2 separate regions of the Bombyx mori genome follow, and region 1 is linked to region 2. Evidence: chromatin contacts called from public Hi-C data. All regions are on one chromosome and are shown on one strand. Each heading gives the region's core, a stretch centred on a gene start, on an enhancer-like site or on the middle of the called end of the contact. The rest is flanking DNA. Distances are from core to core; before and after follow the strand shown. Region 1 holds the start of Mpk (phosphomevalonate kinase). Region 2 holds the start of LOC101738717 (heterogeneous nuclear ribonucleoprotein M).

Evidence for each region. Hi-C and Micro-C count contacts between places; a contact is called where the count stands out from the background.
Region 1: a contact with region 2 is called in a Hi-C map of posterior silk gland, with 1.7 times the contacts expected there. The contact joins the promoter of Mpk here to the promoter of LOC101738717 in region 2. A contact is called at or near these places in 2 of 7 Hi-C or Micro-C datasets (middle silk gland and posterior silk gland).

The regions. Positions count from the first base shown.
Region 1 is chr21:9,489,706-9,496,191 of ASM3026992v2, forward strand. Mpk (phosphomevalonate kinase) reads left to right here and starts at 1,541. Exons shown (of 4, transcript NM_001046680.1): 1 at 1,541-1,567; 2 at 1,755-1,859; 3 at 2,982-3,178; 4 at 3,701-4,246. The coding sequence starts at 1,780. The coding sequence ends at 3,984. It overlaps LOC134200870 (a long non-coding RNA gene), which reads right to left and starts at 1,278. Exons shown (of 2, transcript XR_009975963.1): 1 at 1,148-1,278; 2 at 500-1,074. LOC119630124 (a long non-coding RNA gene) reads right to left here. Exons shown (of 3, transcript XR_005245926.2): 3 at 1,865-2,914.
Region 2 is chr21:8,652,992-8,659,739 of ASM3026992v2, forward strand. It overlaps LOC101738717 (heterogeneous nuclear ribonucleoprotein M), which reads left to right and starts at 2,210. Exons shown (of 14, transcript XR_009975948.1): 1 at 2,210-2,628; 2 at 2,918-3,110; 3 at 4,101-4,263; 4 at 4,597-4,669; 5 at 4,821-4,938; 6 at 5,250-5,396; 7 at 5,477-5,821; 8 at 6,218-6,431; 9 at 6,615-6,697. LOC101738583 (integrator complex subunit 3 homolog) reads right to left here and starts at 1,052. Exons shown (of 5, transcript XM_021350291.3): 1 at 821-1,052; 2 at 1-653. The coding sequence starts at 895.

The sequences.
Region 1 (6,486 bases), core at 291-2,790, 840 kb after region 2:
TGCTATTGAAAATGGTAATTGCAAAGTAAATTCTAACAAAGATAAACATTTTGAAGTCGTCGTGGCCTAAAAGATAAGACGTCCGGTGCATTCGTGTTGAAGCGATGCACCGGTGTTCGAATCCCGCAGGCGGATACCAATTTTTCTAATGAAATACGTACTCAACAAATGTTCACGATTGACTTCCACGGTGAAGGAATAACATCGTGTAATAAAAGTGAAACCCGCAAAATTATAATTTGCGTAATTACTGGTGGTAGGACCTGCTGTGAGTCCGCGCGGGTAGGTACCACCACCCTGCCTATTTCTGCCGTGAAGCAGTAATGCGTTTCGGTTTGAAGGGTGGGGCAGCCGTTGTAACTATACTGAGACCTTACAACTTATATCTCAAGGCGCATTTACGATGTCGATGTCTATGGGCTCCAGTAACCACTTAACACCAGGTGGGCTGTGAGCTCGTCCAGCCAGCTAAGCAATAAAAAAAAATAAAAAAAAAACATTTCAGTTTTGTTAAACTAAAACTTTATTTACCTACTTATTTTGTTGAAAACTAATGCGAATGAGTCTGCATGCAAAGGGGATCGGTTTACATGTTGTTAGTAGCATAATAAACTTAATATTAATAATAGTTCTAATAATGACAAATAGTGGTTTATTTAATTTTGAGCCCATTCATACATGGAAATAAGAAGTAATCAGTCAATTTTTATTTATTTAATTCAGTATTTTCTTGTGTCTAATTGTAATTGCAAAAAACTCAACTTAAATGGGTGCAATTGTAGAGTATTGCCTGATTTGTTGTTGTTGTTTAAGGATATAAAGCTTCCAGGTGAGGCATAAGGCTTCAAGAAGAAGCCATACCGATCGGTCTTCGGCTATGCGCTTTACTTCGGTTCCGGCTAACCAGATTGTCTTCATCTCCGCTGCCAGGTTCGCCTCAGGTGGCTTGGTACTGGGGTGCCAGTCCAGAGCTTGCCTTGAGACGTATCTGAGTTTTTTATTTTTATTTATTATTTATTTATTTATTAGCCGGATACAAAGTCCATTGGCCCAAATGAATATCTGAGTTTTCTCCTAAAAGTGTTGCCTTATTTAATCGAATTGTTTCTAGCATAGATTATACACTTAAGTTTCTAGGAAGACAGACCAGTCCTTAAAAAAAGCTGCAGTTCAGTTCTTATCGAGTTTACCTCGGGAGTTTTTATGAGTATTCCCAATTTCGTGAGTTGATCTTTAGTTACCAAGACCTAAATAAAAGTCGTTTCAGTGAAATGGCTCCTTGAATGCGAACTAAAGTTGTGGAACATCTTACTGACATTTTAAATAAAACAAAGACGCTAAAAATTTTGTAGTAATCCACTTGAACAATTCACCACCGTACTTAATACATGTAAACGAACCTGTCAAAAACTGTTTATGGAAAAGATTGTTGCTAGGATTGTAAATTTGACATTGACAACGACAGCCGCGTTCCCGATTTTACAGATTACAGGTGTCGTTTTACTTCTATGTCAAATAGGTAGGTAGCAAAATAAATCAAAACACAAATAAACAAATCAAATAAAGGGTAATTATCAATAAGTATATTTCGTTTTTCTATCGATGTTTTTGTTGGTACATTGATGTATAATATAATTATTCTATTATTTAGGTTGATTCTGTGTGAAATCAACAAATCTATTACTGTGAATCTAAAAAACAAACAAGTTCCATTTCGGACAACATTTACATTATAAAAATACTTTTCATTTAAGCCTGTTCCTGTTGATTTTCGGGAAGATGTCTCCAAAAATTATCTTGTTATTCAGTGGTAAAAGGAAGTCTGGAAAAGACTTTTTGACTGATCATTTAAGACACATGTAAGTTTACCTACATACTTTTATTAAAATTTCCTGTTCCCCTGATTAATTTTTAAAATTTGTAATACATGTCTTTTTTCATAATCCAAATCTTAATGTAAAGTCACAAACTTCAAAATTGAACAATGTATAAACAGGATGTGTGATTCCAATCTCCAATGAATTATTTATTTGCTTATAACTGCTGCTTCTTAAAATATTTACAAGCTTCATGTAAAATACAGAATATTCTAAAAATTTACACACAGTTTGTGTTTATTAATGTTTGTTGTTTATCAATGTTTGAAATATAATTTAAATTTTGGTACCAAGATGCTTTTTACACTCTGCACAGATGCTATTCCTGCCATAGAGCAGTAATACATTTAGGTGGGCAGACGAGACCATCATGAGACAATCGATTGAGATTTAGACTTCATGTCTTAAAGTTGGTGACTGTTAACTCTGTGGTATATATGAGTAGTTTCTAACACCATTAGGTTGCAGACTTTATGCACATATTTAGCCTATTTGAAAAACCTTATCCACCTGATGATGAACAGTTTCAATTACAAAGCCTCCCACTTACTCTTTTCAGATTATAAAGTTCATTAAAGATCTACAGTTTATATGATTAAATTAACATGTTGAATGCTACACCAGCCTTGTTTAGGCTAATGGGCCATTGCGGATACCCTGTCATTACCAAAAAGTCAGATCCAGGGAGTCGTGATGGACACTGTGTGCCTGTCAAAAAAATAATGTGTAGTCACTGTTTCCATAAATTACCCATTTTTTTGTGTTATTTTTTGACACTGTTTGCAAAAAAATACAACAATTTTTGTAGGATTCTTAATATATTGGTTCGGCTCTAAGGAAAAGTATGCTGTGGACATGGAGTTCAACTTGTTAAAATCATAGTAGAATATATATTTTCACATTTTGTACCTTAAGTTGTTGCTGGGAAGAGATTGCTTTTAGCGAAAAAACCATCTATTATTGTGATTGCACATCTAATCTGTTGTTATTTATTTCATTCTTTCAAGGTGTGCAAAAAAACTTCTTTTTTCTTATATCTGTAATTAAGCACCATGAAATTTAACAAAGTAAATTTTAATTATGACCTGCTTATTTGTTCCTTAGTTTAGCAGATAAGTGTGAAATAATTAAAATATCTCAACCTATCAAGACTCATTGGGCTAAAGAGAAAAATTTGAATTTGAACGAATTGCTCAGTGAGGGTGAATATAAGGAACAATACAGACTGGAGATGATAAAATGGAGTGAGGAAATGCGAAACAAAGATTATGGATGCTTTTGTAAAGCAGCTTGTGAAAATGGTAAGCTTAAATATATTATGATAACTTTCACATAAACATAAAAACAGTTTGAACTTAGTTGAAAGCAAATATTTAAAACTGTTTACTTCAACCACAAGAGAAGTGGACTTTATATTATCAAACGGATAAGATTAATTAATAAATAATACAGCACAACCAAAGCATCCTAATTTACTCATATAACTTACAAACTTATTCTTAACAATACTTATCTTACAAATACAGTTTCTCGCTCGCTTGTACGAAATCTAACTAGTCACCAAAGTTAAAAAATAATAATGTTCTATTACCTAGTGAATCTTGGTCATGCTCTACCATTACTACTAATGCTAATTGTGTGAAAAACACTGAGTTGTTGAAACTCTAGGATTTAAAATACAAACAAACCCTTCTGTTAAAATTCAATGCTCTGTAAAGTTTGAAGTGAACCCTTTCTGAGAGAGGCAGAAACAAACTTAAGGATTTCTTTTTTAATTCAATAGTATGTATATCTATTCAAATTACAAAACTATTCTATTTCAGCTGCCATTAAACCGGTGTGGATTGTAAGTGACATTAGACGTAAGACAGATATACGCTGGTTCAAGGAGACATATGGGGACATCATCCGAACAGTGAGAATAACTGCAGACGATCGAACTAGAAAGGAAAGAGGCTTTCAATTCCAGGTTGGAGTTGATGATGCCACTTCAGAATGTGATTTGGATGATTACAATGATTGGGATGTGGTGGTTAACAATGGAGAAGGAAGGGATTCTTTAGAAGAGCAGTTGGATAGCATATTAAAATTAGTGTCTAATTTATGATTTAAATGCATAATAAATGGTTGTGTTTGCTAAATTATTTGCAAAACAATAAAATTAGCCGGAATAAGTTAATTTTATTGTTACTTTTGTGGTGGCATGAGATTTATGTTTTTTAAATAAAAGTATATTGATGAAATAAGCGCCATCTGTTGTCGAATTTTAAAACATAGTCGCTTCCGTTTTTTATTTTACAATTTCAAAACTAGCTTTACAATATAGTGCATGGTTATAGACATTGTTTAAAGAGTAAATTTATATTTTGGCATAGTTTTGTTTCATTTATATTAATAAAGAGTTTAGCATATCCGTAGAGTAATTTACGTTTTCAAAAATGGTTACATAAAAAGCTAACAGATGGTCCCACGATGTGCATCATTTGATTTTCTTTGTAAAATAACATAAATGGTAAATAAATACATAATTGATCTGAGATGTATTTGTTGTCTCGTTTGCCTGTACTATGTTTCTGGCAATTATCATATAGGAGTAAATTCGAGGTCGTTCAGTGTAAAATGTTGTCATAATGTATTCTATATTTCATCCGTTCTGATTAGAAGTGTGGGACAACTGTTATCCAATATAGTTGAGACTTCGTCCTTTTGTCTCAAGTTATGACAGCATTCACTTAGTGAAATGTATGGTTTTTGGTGTACAATCCATCCTAGGGGGATCAGCAGAACCATCCCAAAAATAACGGTTTTTTATCGATAATCCAAAAGTTAAATTGTGTATTGTGTTCTTAGTGCGAGTTTTTTAACATTATTGATAGCGTAAAAGTTAACTCAAAGTATGGAGTTGGAACGCTCCCCTACCGTTGCCGCTAGGGGCGCTGTTCCAAACTTGAGTTAATTTTTACGCTATCTCAGAACGTTAAAAAACTCGCACTAAACACACTGGTTCTAAAATACTCGACGTGATATATATCGGCGTAAATATGACCAAACTACTGATGTTTTTCTTTCGTCTGTGCCAATAATCGGATTCACAAACAAAAAATATACCCACATATGAAAATTTCATACAACAATCCACGAACATGACATCAGGACGAGAAAATACATATATTAATAGAAAGAGTCGAATTACTTTCAGAAAAAAAAAGGAATTACAGTAATAGAAGTGATGTTGCCAGCATTCTGGATTCTATCATCTCTGTATTTTTTGTCTACCAATTGCTGAAGGGGTAATAACAGGAGGAGTGACAATTAAAGAAAAACATTTAAAGGATTTTGCAAAAACTGTATTCAGAGAGTCATTTAAGATATTAAATATACACCTTTCTTTAATAAAAAAAACCCTAAATAACAAGACGTCTTTAATGTTATTTCTAACTTTTTCTGACATGAAGTCAGTGTTCAATTATTCACATTTCAATATTTAATGTAAATGACATCTTAGCATTTATCTAAATATTGGAAAGCTTCTTTCTGCAAGAGCTGTCGATTCAGATAGTAAATACATAATTTTGGATGCTCCTGACCGTTTATTCCGGTTTTATTTGTTTATTGACTTTGCCCCATTAATTTCAAAGGCGCCGGTTTGGACCAAAACAATATTTTTAAAATACTCAACCATAATAATCTCGGCCACCTTACAGTAGAACCAGAGCAAACTTGATTTAAAAAAATCGAGTGATAAAAATGACCAGCCACAATGGACCAAATTTTTTTTATGTTTAATGATTGTTTTAATGTTTAGGAGCAACGACAAAGTAAAGTTTTTGCAGCGAGCGGAATGTTGACGTTCGAATTCTTTTTTTTAAATTTGTTATTACTTAGATGTGTAGACGAACTCACGGTCCACCTGGGGTTAAGTGGTTAGGGAAACCCAGAGACACCTACAACGTAAATGTCGCCACCCACCTCGAGACATGAGCTCTAAGGTCTCAGGTCAGGTCTCGTTTTTATAGTACAACGGCTGCCCCACCAAACCGAAACGCAATTCTGGTTCACGTCAGAAATAGGCAGGGTGGTGGTACCTACCCGTGCGGACTCACAAGAAGTCCTACCACTAATTGTAGAACTTGTAAGTATAAATAGGTATATGTCAGCTTATCTTGAAAATGTCGTTAGCGAGATTAAGATATCTGTCAAATATATATATATATATATATATATTTTATGATTGATAGATTACTGGTGGCCCTTTCGAGTTTCACCAGGACAGGTGGGCGAGCAAAGGCTCAGCCAGGAGAGGTGAGATATGCTAACAGCTACCCGAGCGCCTCCGAAGGAGACCTAACAGCTCAAGAGCAGCTGCTTCGCGAATGAATCTACTACCGGATCGGAATCGCGACCCACTGAGAAGATCCGGCGAGAAACTCAGCGGGCTGATGCATGGGTATAGGTTGCACGTCGACCTCTTTGTCGATTTCGACGAGTACGGTTACCGGGGTTCCTAAGCCTACTCCTAGTGCTAGCGCTGAAGATGTCTAATGCAAAGGTTATTGGATCTGATGGATCCGTAAGGACGTGTCTAGGGCGTCGACGGTGACTGGCTCCT
Region 2 (6,748 bases), core at 960-3,459:
TGCCAAAGCTGATTGAACTCTGGTATGCGAGCAACATTTTGAAGCAGTCTTACTAAGTCTCTTCCCAAAGATAAGACATCAGTAAAACGTTCCCTTATCAGAGTGATAACAAAGTTAACTTCTTTCTGTCTTAGGTTCATTAACTGGGGTATATTATGGTCTTCTACAAGCCTTAAGTATGTATACACAACCATGCATATAAGTACAGGGAACTTATCCAACCAACCTCTATGTTCAATAAACATGTCCAACAGAGATTCTACTAATATAATATTTTTGGGTGTTATATCGCCTCCGGATGCGTATCGCATTAAATTCCAACAAACATTATCTATTCCTGTAACTGCATTTCTAATCATCTCTTTTATTAGCCACATTAATTGGTTCCTTGTAGTGTCCGAAAACTTTAAGTACCTTTCTAAAATTAAATTGGATAGATTATTAAGCACACACGTTAGTCCATCTCTGGTTATAAGTGTAAGATCTCTGTAACATTTTGTAGCATTCTGCGGTTCTGTAAGTATAGACATGAGCATGCCAACTGAAACTTCCTCATGATTTTTACAGACTGCGTTATTAAGGGCGTCATGTGCTTCTTTTTCGGTGCAGTCCGCTACAAGAGATTGAAAATAGTTGTAAGCCCTTTCGTACCTCTGAAAAGGAAAAAAAGTATTATGATAACAAGTGGAACTAATTTCGTGTTAACTTGAAATTTCGCGCTAATTGCACATCAGCGCCACCAGTGTCAATAATGAAAGTTATGGCTTTACATGGCCGACTTAACGTTTCTTTGTTGAAAATACGAAATTTTAAAAAGTACCTCTTCCACTTCATCCTTATTTTCTATTGCGGTGCTCACAAATAGTTTGGGTGAATTAGATTTGGCCTGCTCCATAATATGTGAATTTAAAAACTAATTATTTTGTCAAAAACGTAGCACAGATTGTCTCCTGCATGGCTATCGTAGGCGAAAAATGTTTATGAAGCAATACAATCAAACATATCAATGTGTGCGTATACAAGTGACAGCCATCGAAGTAAGAGAATTAACCGAGAGAGTGCGCTAGTTTACTACTTGCCTAAATAGAGAGGTGGTACTTTTGGATTACTAAGCTCTATGGGTAAAACTGGAACGTGACCATTAACAAAAATATATAACTAGAGATAGAATCGACATGAATCACTGAAATAATATTTATCGGAACCAAACAAACTCATAAAAGTTCTACCGATATTTATGCTGTAGCCTAATAACATAGAATACTTGAAGACTTTAAAATTAAATAACTATTTATTGGTGTAAAAACTGAAATATGTCCACTTCACGGCATATTTAGGCACGATGATGATAGGTATGATGATAAAATAATTTGATGATATTTAAACTCGTGCGGGCTTTTATTATGCCCTACCACCAGTAATCAAATTGCATGTTCATTTTTTAAGCGGTCAGAAACATTATACCATAGTCCACAGGACGTTCACAGCTTGCAAATGACGTTGAGGATTGTTCTGGTGAAAATATTGCTACTACGGTTAGGGTCGATATTATTTTAATGATGAATGAATAGTCGGATAATCTATTATGTACTATTCAAATTTTAAAAACCGTAGCTGTGGTTTTGATTACTTAGTAACGCTTGTGGTTTGCAGCATTTTACTTTTACTATCAATAAAATCTAAAGATCGTTAAAACTTCTGTGCGCAATATGGCTAAAATACTGTAGAATTCGATTGCCTTTATTGAGTTTACATTAAACTGTGACAAGTCTCTGAAAAAATTGTAAGTTTTAGTTTCGTATTATTGTTAATTTCGCATTTAGTTTCGTATTAATGTAAACTACATGCATTAACAATCATTTTTCATTCGGATGCAATATTAATTGGCATGCGTTTGTGCAAATAGTTCCACAAACTAAAAAGTTTTCCTTGCATACTATTTTCCTATCGCCTGTTATGTGTAATGCTAGTGACATCTGTATCGTGCCGAGCCAAAATTAAGAAGAAGAAGAAGACATCTGTATCAAGCTTGGCAGAACATCTTTGCTACCTACGTATTTGATAGTACGGTACTTAATAAGGATATTAATTCTCGAATCTCTTCAGTTCGTTTTGTAACGGTGAAGAAAATATCATTTTAATCGTTTAGTTAACGCTTCTAACCGAACACGATTCTGCAATAAATCGATAAATCGTAATGTTTTAGACACATGGTATTTTCTGTTTAAGAGCTAAACTAAATTATGTACTAGAGAGTGATTTTTTTGAGGAACTGCAACGTGTTTTATTCTTTATGAAATAGAAATGAAATGTGGTGAAACCACAGGGCATGTCGTTTGGCTGTAAAAGAGGGTTGTTTCCCCAAATTTGAATAAAAGTGCGGGTTTATTTGAATAAAAGTGCGGGTTTTACTCTTGTTTTTTTAAGAAGAAGATAGATAATTTGGTACGAAAGCCTTTCTAGCTTCGCTTGTGCGGTTGGGAGAGCACGGGCTCAGAAAGGAAGGAAGATAGGTACTTCAATTTAAAGAAAACCTATTGGTGTATATCGATTTAAATAATCGTTGTATTGTCAACCTTAATGCTTGCTATCCCTACTCAATTTCAAGGTGCATCGTGTTTTGACTAGGTACCTACATAAATTCCAAAATTTCTTTGGTTTGTAATTTTGTAGCTACAAATCTTACAACAGCTAAATACAACTACCACTGTAAATAGTACTTTGCACTCTGAACAAGTATAAATTCCGCGTGAGTTCCTACATAAATTATCATGTGATTGCTGTTTACGGCAATACCTAACTTAAATTATATCAGCTTAAAATTCGTGAAATTTTTAGCCGGTGGCACCAACGTTGTGCTAATCTTTACGGTGTACAATTTTTGTACTTTTCTAAGAGTTATTGATTAATTTCGTAGTTTTAGTGACATGGATCTTCAGAAAGAAAAAGAACGCGACCGCTCGAGACGCGGTGATAGGCCATCGAGGTTCTCAGACGCCAACAGAGACCGGTCGTCAGACCGAGATCGCACCGAGAGCAGGCGCTTATTTGTATCAAACATACCATACGAATTTCGTTGGACGGAACTGAAAGATTTGTTCAAAGAGAAAGTATGTAATGGTTAAAAATATCTAATTGACCAATGCTTGATTTGTGTCTATTTGTGTAACCGTGTGTGTGATATAAGAAGCTTAAGGTCGGATTTACTTATTGTTAAATTGTATACATGTTGATGTTTGTTTATAATTTCACTAGAGTATTATCTTTTAGATTGTAATATAAAGACAACTCAACCAAAAATGATAACTTAAAGAAAAATATAACATTACAACCAATCATAATTAGAAATGTTTGACTTGAAAAGTTCAATCATGGAAATCTGACCTTATGCTTAATATTGTGTTAAGCAGGATGTGGATATTGGCTTTGTAGATTTATTAAGGAATTATATACTAAATTTGTTTCTTATAAAAAACTACTTTTACGGTTTTAAATTCTTTGATGACAGCAAGAAATATAGAAATAAATAATAATCAGGCACCATCTTGCCTTGTCACAAATCAATTGCATGCTTTTAAGGGCAGGACAGCTATTGTACAATACAACTGAGACTTCAATATCATGTCTTGAAGTGAAAAGCAGCATTTGCATCTAGATGTATGCAGCCTATCCTAACTGCTTAACATTATGTATGACAATTATACAATTGTTGCAAATTAACATTTGATTTGATTTGATAAATTTAATGGAAATTCTCATAGTTATTTTACTAAAAGTTTTATTGAGATTGGTCTATTAATTTTAGTATGATGCTAGTAGTTACAAAAGTATGAAAAATAGGAGTGACAAAAATGTATATAGATGGTGATTTAAAGTTTGCTCAGTCTGAATATTTTATTCTAATACTTTGTCAAATGTTAATGTACTTCTCTTCTGTAGTTTTATAACAGTAGATTAAAAAAATATATATATGTAAGTTTAAAGTACCAAATGATTTTAAACAAATTTAATAATTACCAACCTAAGAAAAAACAGCAATTAATTCCATAAGAAGATTTAAATAACCAAGTTTGATGATAATTATTAAAATATTTCTGTAGGTTGGAGATGTGGCTTATGTAGAATTGTTGACCGATGACAGTGGAAAAGCAAGAGGATGTGGTATTGTTGAATTTACAAACACAGAGGCAATGAAGAAGGCACTATTTGTGATGCATCGGTATGAGTTGAATGGACGAAAACTTGTTCTAAAAGAAGAAACTGGTAATTATTTGTATTTTTTTTTATTATATAATTGATACCTCTGTGTATATCATTTAAGCTACATATTTAAGTTGGCAATAATGTGCTTCTGTTTAATTGCATTGCTGTTATGATTGCTCCATATAAACCAGTTTTATAAAAGAAAAACAATTATTTGACTAAATTATGAAAACATGACTTTTCATTTTCCTTATTAATAATTATATTCAAATTTGTAGCTGAGATGTTGAGCAAATTAGTCTGTAATTTTAATAGTTTGTTTAGCATTGTTGATATTGATCTGTCGTCTATTCCAGCAAATCAGAATAATTGATACATACTTTGCATTTTTAGGAAATGAAAGAAGAATGCACACTTCTAGACCACAACATAGAGAAGGGAGAAATAATAGAGATGACAAAGACAAGTAAGTGCTATATTTAGTGTAATTAGTAAATTCAAAATCTATTAATCTTCAGTGATTAAATTAAGTAAAAGAAATTAAAAAAGTATTATAAAACAGTAACATATCAGTTTTTAAAAGTAGAAATACTGTCTAAAGTGGTATTTGTTTCTAGTTGGGGAATTAATAAGCCAAGAGAACCAGAGAATTTAAACACATATGGATTAAGTTTACAATTTTTGGAATCTATCAATGTTCAACCTCCTTTAGTGAAGAAAGTGTTTGTGGCAAATGTAAGTTTTTTATCAACCTTTGCTTTCAATCAAGTAGCTTAAGTACGTCCTTCACTCATGCAATTAACATTGCTTCTGTTTGCTAACATATTAGCAATTGTGATTATGTACTTATACACATAATGTACACAATGTTGAAAACATAAACATTCTGAGCTTTGAACCTTCAACCTACTGTGTGAATGCCTGGAACAGTTGGGTCAGTTTTAATGTACCCTTCTTGTCTTTATTACTTGCGGAACATGTTTGTAAACAAATTGCTAAATGTTATATTTGTTTTTTTATTGTTGTTGTTATTTGTAATATTTCAGCTGGATTACAAAGCTGACCAAGCCAAAATTAAGGAGGTATTTAAAATGGCTGGTAAAGTACGTAACATTGATTTGGCTGTTGATAAAGACGGTAATAGTAGAGGATTTGCTGTCATTGAGTATGACCACCCAGTTGAAGCAGTACAGGTAATAATTAAATAAAAATAATAAAACAAATTAATGTATAGATAAATTTAAAGATAAATTAAAATTTCACTTTGTTTTAGGCTATTTCAATGTTTGATAAACAAATGTTGTATGAACGAAGAATGACAGTACGTATGGACAGAGGAGTAACAGACAAGGGAGAACTTAGGTTACCTGAAGGCTTAAAAGGAATCGGCATGGGACTAGGACCGAATGGCGAGCCTTTACGTGACGTAGCTAGAAATTTACCACAGGCTAACAACACAACTAACATGAACTTGGCCAATACAGCACCTACTATAGGTGCTGGAGTTTTGGGTGCAGTTCCAACAGCGGCTGGTGTTGCATTGAATGGTTTAGGATCTGGATTGTCTGCGAATGCTTTGAATGCCAACAGTGCTCTTGGTGGAGGCTTAGGCCTACAGGTGAGAATAAAATATAATTTATAATGTACAGAAATAAAATAGAATTAAATTTTTTTAGAGTCTTGATAGACAGCGCATCTATATGTACTTTGTATTCTTCTATATTTTTTGCATTAATTAGGAACTAAACTCATAGCCCACTTGGCGTTAAGTTACTGGAACCTAGACATCATAAAGCTGCCATCTGTTTTGATATATGAGGTTAAAATTTCATTTGTATTTTATAATAACTTTTTCACTCTTCAAACTAAAGATTTTCGTGATTGCTTCGTGTCAGAAATAGATAAGACGGTGATATTTACACGTTTGGAATAACAACAGGCTTTACCACTGCCTTAAAATTCAAGTTTTCTTTGTATAAAAAAAATCAAGTTTTGAAAATGTATGTGATTTCAGGCATTGGGATTGACTGGCTTAGGCGCACTCCAAAACCAGTTACTCCAACAAGGTTTGACAGCTAACGATTTAGCAACAGTTCTAACAGCACAGGCAAATGTGAACCAAGCAGCTAGTTTGGGGATCGGAAACAATGAAATGAATTCTAATGTTCTTACTTCTGGAGTTATGGGTGGCAATCAGATGAATTCTGGACCTCTTTCGAACATTTCAGGTTTGTCTTGATCAGCATCATTACAGGTTCTTACTCATCTTTGTTTAAAAAATGTTTATGTGGTATTAATGTGCACACTGTATTTAATATTAATGGTACTAAAAAAGTTTTAGTAAAAAAAAAAGATAAATTATTTAAGTTTTGTTATTTATAAAGGTACAAGCAGACCGTTGGGTGTTTCAGTACCGAACCAGGGATATGGCCGCGACACTGGAGTCCAACAATCCACTAGGGACAAACCATCAGACATGGTCATAATTACCAATGTAAGCTAAATTCTTGTGATATTATTATTAGGATAATTTCAATCACGAAAA